2 separate regions of the Mus musculus genome follow, and region 1 is linked to region 2. A link is a contact called in public HiChIP or PLAC-seq data. All regions are on one chromosome and are shown on one strand. The core of a region is the stretch at or near the end of the contact, and the rest is flanking DNA. Distances in the headings are between cores, read along the strand shown.

Region 1 (2,846 bases), core at 225-2,724, 68 kb before region 2:
GTCGAGGACCACCCAGGTTATTCTCCAGCCTCCACACTTAAAACAGGGCACTGACACCAGCACTCACATAGATAAACATGTAGGCATGCACACATGCACCATACATACAACCCACACACAAGATAAAAGCAACAATACCTTACCTTCAACAATAACATTATCACATGCCTTGCAGGTTCGAAGCTCTACTATGAAACATCATCTCTAAGACTATCCCAGGATAAACTTTCAAGTCAGAGGGAAACACTGCCTGTTCTTTCAGTCAGCTTTATCAAGCAGAGATCCTGTCTCATTTGTAAAGACATTTTCTACTTTTTCTACAAAAATCCGGCAAAAAGTACAGAACTCCATACATTGTTGATAAAATAACCTCAAGTGGACTTTTCTCCTTTTTCTAAAAGCTCTAAGCACACACACACACACACACACACACACACACATGCAGTTCAAAGAGTCATTGAATTTTAGCATTAAGAAGAAAGTGCGACTAACAAAACATTTACCAACAACTCTTGTCTAACAGCTGCACATAGGTCTCGTCTTGTTTAACACCCGGCGCTTCAGAGGAGTCAGAGAGGTTAAACTACTTGCCAAAAGTCACGCAGCTCGCAAGAGGCAGAACCTGGCTGAAACCAGGTCTGTTAGATGCCAAAGTCCAATACTCCCAAGATCCCTTTGACCTCCTGGCAGGGAGGTTGTCACTGCCACACCCTTCCTCAAGGAAACAGCTCCCAGCTGCCGAGGTCCCTCCCTAGAGCCAGGAACTAAAGAAGGGTGAGCCTGGAAAGAGTTTGTTTCTCACCTACCACAGGTGTCTTGGACCAACAAGCTTTAGGAAAGGCAAACTCTGGGACAGACACCCCTGCAACACCCCAACCCCCAACCCCAAGAGTCCAGCCACGATCAGGCTAGGCTCACTTCTGAGACTACCTTTATTAACTCAGGCCAACCTGCTTCCTGTCCCTACTTGACTGGCCCTTCAGAGCAGTCTTGGTGCACCAATTGCCCAAATTCTATCTTGCTCCTTACACAGTCCTTCCGTCCCCTCCGCACGGCCCAGGGTCCCTCTATTCTGCTGTTCTTTGCCCTCAGCTCTTCTAGCCCAGCTTCCTTTTCCTTGGCCTTTCCTCAGAAACCATTCAAGGAAGGAATGTACAAAGCTCTACCATCTCCTGAAGATTGTTGAAATCCGACTCGGGGGCCTTCAGCTGGTAAAGCCACATTCCGGATCATTTGTGGCTTTGTCTCCACGTCACTGCCGGTGTGTGGAGAGGAACAGACTCCTTTTACATGGTCCCTAATGTATACTCCTCCATACATTCCAGATGTTGGGGGAGGACAGACGCTGAAGCCGTCCATCCCTGGAAGCTATCAGCTGTACCCCATTGTCATGGTCAGGCAGACTCCCGCTTCAGCCTCTGGGCTCTTACCAAGGCTGAACTTCTCTGACTCTGGCTTTTTGCTCTGTAACAATGCTGAACAATCTAAAGAAAGAATGTCTTAGGGTCAATATCCGCTTGGCTTCATTGGCTGCCCTCCCAAATAAGGAACTCTCAGATTCCTGCATTCCAGACTCCTCCAAAGCTACTTTGTAACCAGATGGACCCTGGCTGCCTCAGTGAAGCCTCTCCTGTGTGCTCTGGGAGGGCTGGGACCCTCAGGGTTGGTACTCAGGAAGCCAAGCCCACAGTGAGGGCATTATGAAGAATTCCCCGCCCCCCCCCCTCAAAAAAAATTTGCTGTGATGGTGTGGTGACCAGTCCCAGGGAAGTTTTCCCTTGAAGAGTTTGAAACGAAAACAAAAGGAGCATGTGCGCGCCTTGCCCCCATCTAGGTCACTCCAAGGCCAAGGCAGCACGGGCCGTTTTATGAGCACATATGTTGCGCACCCCATACTATTCAATCACAGATGTGCAATATTTTATTCATGTGACAGGAAATACCATTTGCACAATATTAAACCACAGCCTAGTCTCCCAGCCTCAAAAATTATCAGCTTTGGTCTCAGCTCCATTCCCCAGCCCATCCCTCCCTTGTGGCCATTAGCCTCCCCATTTCCCAACTCTCTTCTAAAGCTTTTTCCTTATCTGTCCACTTCCTCGGTTTGGAGAGTAGTGACAGATGCTCTCTGACCAGACTCCTACCAAGTTCAAAGCCTGCTTCTAAAAGCGTCCCACCAACTGCCCATCAAGACCTGAGAGAATGTGAACAGTGTTTAAGTTTGCATCCTCATTTTAGGATGGCATAGCCTGCACACCCTTCACAGTGCCTGCCTGAGAAAACTCGGGGCTACCTAAAAACTGTGTGTATACACCAGCTCTGGAGACGGGGCCCTGGGCTCCAGGGGAGAGCAGGAGCTGACTCTGATGAAGCTAGAATATAACGATTCAAGGCTTCTATCGACCACCCGCTCCTGCTTTGTCAAGTCCAGCCTCCACTGCGCAAGTTCATCCTCCACTGCGCAAGTCCAGCCTCCACTGCGCAAGTCCAGCCTCCACTGCGCAAGTCCAGCCTCCACTGCGCAAGTCCACACTGAGCGGAGGGTAGCCGAGCTGGTGCTATCGTTCCCTTGCTCTGGTTACAGTCTCTTCTTCCTTCCCCTCACATGTGAGCAGAGAGCAAACCAAACTGCCCCCAAGAAGGGTCTTCACAGGAACAAAACTTTGGAGTTGGGTAGGGCATTATGATTTTAAATGGTATTGTTTGGGGAGGGGGAGGGGAGCTTGTCTGTTTGCTGTTGTATTGTTATCCTGATTCGTTGTGGTGCCAGGGGTAGAACTCATAACCCTACCTATGCTATGTTGGGTTGTACCCTCAGCCTTAAATTTTTATGTCTCACATCCTGA
Region 2 (2,700 bases), core at 70-2,569:
CCTAGTCATCTGCTTTATTCAATTCTGCTCCCAAAGGGGTTATTTAGATAGACAGATAGATAGACAGACAGACAGATGATAGAGCATAAAAATACATAGCCAGAGAGAGAGAGAAAGAGAGAGCATAAAAATGATAGCCATATAAAATAACAAATACTTCCGAGACACGGTCTTCACTCTGCTGCACACTGACCTAGAGTTTATAATCCACCTGCCCGTTTCCTACGGGCAGGGACTCAGGGTGTACTCTGCCAAGCTGACTTTGCAATGCTTTTGAAACACACTCAGTCTTCTCAAAGAAGCTGCACCAGTACTGTCTATTCTGTTTTAAAGTCTTTTTTTAAAAGATTAATTTATTCACATATTTTATATATATATATATATATATAGAGAGAGAGAGAGAGAGTGCTCTGTTTTTGCACACACTAAAATGAGGGAATCAAATCTATTACAGATGTTTGTGAGCCATCATGTGGTGGCTGGAAATAAACTCGGGACCTCTGGAAGAGCAGCCAAGTGCTCTTAACTGCTGAGCCATCTCTCTAGCCCCTGTCATAAAGTGTTTAAATCTTCTCATATGCACAAACCTTAGCATTTGCTTACCCAAATACCTGGAAAGTTTAGAATTCAGAAATAAGATGTCACATAAAATGTATTAATTCTTAAAAATGAAACTCTACTTTTAAAATATCAATAGCAAATTTACGTAGTTTCTAATTTTGTAATACTTTATATTTCAAGAAAATTTTTGTTCCATTGTATTATTCCTTAATTTAAAAAAAACAATAAAGATAACTTTGTAGTTTTCGATCAAATATCAAAGTATTAAAACTTGCCAGATGGGCCTGTTTACCCCTTAATGCTACCATTCAGAAAGCTGAGGCAGATGGGTCTCTATAAATTCATGGTTAGGCTAGTCTACATTGCAATTTCTAGAAATGTAACATGTGTAGTAAAGGTTACTGAATATTTAGGGTAGAATATTAAAGGACCTAGGTTCAGTGTAGATAAATATTTTACTTTATAATTTAAATAAGGTAACAATAATAACAATTAAAAGATATCATTTCAAAAATACCTAAGGATTAAGATTCAAATGCAGATGTTAAATATTCTAACTCCCACGAAGATATTAACAACAAAGGAATAATATGAACTCAAAGCCAAAATTTTTCTTCCAAAAAAATGTGGCCTTCTCAATTATTGAAACCACTGCTTATGGCCTTGTGCAATGCTAACAGTCAGCAGAGTAGAGGGCAGCTGAGAACCACAGCTGACTGACTGACTGACCACTCGGACTATTAACTCCAGGGCAAGCCAGGTCCCATCTGCAGCTTCCTCAGCTCCCGGCCTCTAGGGGAATGCATACCTTTTTAACTGATAAGGAAGGATCTTCCTCAGGAAGCGTACGTAGGAAGTTAGATGATCTGAAAACATTTTCAATTTCACAGTTGTCTCCTGGATAAAAAAGTAATTTCACAGTTAAAAGCGTTACCGGCCAATAAGAGCTCCCATTTTCTGCTGTAAAACAAGGAGGGAATTACCAGGACAGTCACAGTATCCTCTGTAATGCTCTCGAATAAGTGCAGCATTCCTTCCTCAAGGGGGCGGACATACGATGCGTTTTCATGAAGGTATTGGGAGAACTGAAAATGAGAGAGAAGCATTTGAATGAATTCCGCTGGAAGATTAGCATCAGCATGCAGGAGGTGGACTGGAAGTGTGCTACCTCACTTCTGGAAAGCCCCGCTAAAGCCCCAGATAATATTCTGTGGCCCTCATCCCAGTCCAAATCAAGGAAGCTGGAGAGGATGACAGGATGAGCGAACAATCAGGCATTTGAAGAAACAGGAGGAGACACAGCACAGCACAGAGGGCCAGCATCCCTGAGCACAGGGCAGACTCTGTGTTATGGTCCTCACCTCACTGTTCAAAACGAGCTTGCCTGGCAGCTTTTCATTTTACTCTGTACACGACTCAAGGTTAACAAATGCCAGGACTGAAATCAAGAGGAGTTAAAATGTTTACTATCATCACTGATATCAGTATGCAAACACAGCCCAGTAGCATATTGTGTATGCTTAGCATTTGTGAGGCTCTAGGTTAAATCCCGTCATGGGGAGGGGGGGGACCCCACTATATTTTTAGACAATTTAAAAACAAAGGGGTTTCACTTACTAAACATCTCAGCCATCTAGCTATGTTTGAGCTCCTGCTTATACACAGGCCCTACTGTCTTGTCTTCTACAACACTCAGGTGATCTATGGGAACTGCACACTAGCACCGTCCTGAACAGCACAAGCACTCCAGAGTCCATTGCCCACATCCGTAAAGTATGAGTTCTCTGCTACTTTACAACTCTAGGAATTAGTTTACACATTTTGGTCATCTTTTAGCAAAAGGTTTCTAAACCTTCAATAGTATAGACTTTCTAAGAAAATCAGAGGGACTTTCACAGGCTAAACAACAGAAGATGAAATACTGAGAAGTGAATGAATTCTTCAAAATAGTGAGGTGTTCTGCACAAATTCAGATTACACAAGTTATTTTCCTGGGCTTCAGTGGACTTGTGGGATGAGAACTGGTGAAAGCCAGGCAGTGTTGAGACACAGGACGGTAACTGGCTAACTTCTACCCAGTGCTCACTGCATGCAGCCACTCAGTACTTCATTCACCGCATATGGATCTACCTGGGAAAT

What was found. HiChIP or PLAC-seq counts read pairs in DNA pulled down with a chosen protein or histone mark.
Region 1: a contact with region 2 is called in an H3K27ac HiChIP or PLAC-seq map of trophoblast stem cells, with 21 read pairs. The contact joins the promoter of Ston1 here to the enhancer-like site in region 2. A contact is called at or near these places in 1 of 39 promoter capture datasets (macrophages), 16 of 484 Hi-C or Micro-C datasets (CD4 T cells, the STO cell line, Th17 cells and 7 more), 11 of 115 datasets of contacts at active chromatin or transcription factors (cardiomyocytes, embryonic fibroblasts, embryonic stem cells and 5 more) and 3 of 9 other capture datasets (adipose tissue, embryonic stem cells and liver).

Annotation. Positions count from the first base shown.
Region 1 is chr17:88,625,183-88,628,028 of GRCm38.p6, reverse strand. Ston1 (stonin 1) reads right to left here and starts at 1,474. Exons shown (of 4, transcript NM_029858.2): 1 at 1,167-1,474. It overlaps Gm31704 (predicted gene, 31704), which reads left to right and starts at 2,530. Exons shown (of 3, transcript NR_166677.1): 1 at 2,530-2,673.
Region 2 is chr17:88,557,535-88,560,234 of GRCm38.p6, reverse strand. Ppp1r21 (protein phosphatase 1, regulatory subunit 21) reads right to left here. Exons shown (of 22, transcript NM_028658.4): 10 at 1,545-1,646; 11 at 1,370-1,458. Among named protein-coding and RNA genes, the nearest start is that of Ppp1r21, 29 kb to the right of the region's middle. Within about 2 kb of position 1,319, at least 31 of the 459 cell types and tissues checked have an H3K27ac peak or open chromatin away from gene starts, as enhancers often do. A contact at or near this core is called in cerebral cortex, heart atrium and trophoblast stem cells, where this site is marked.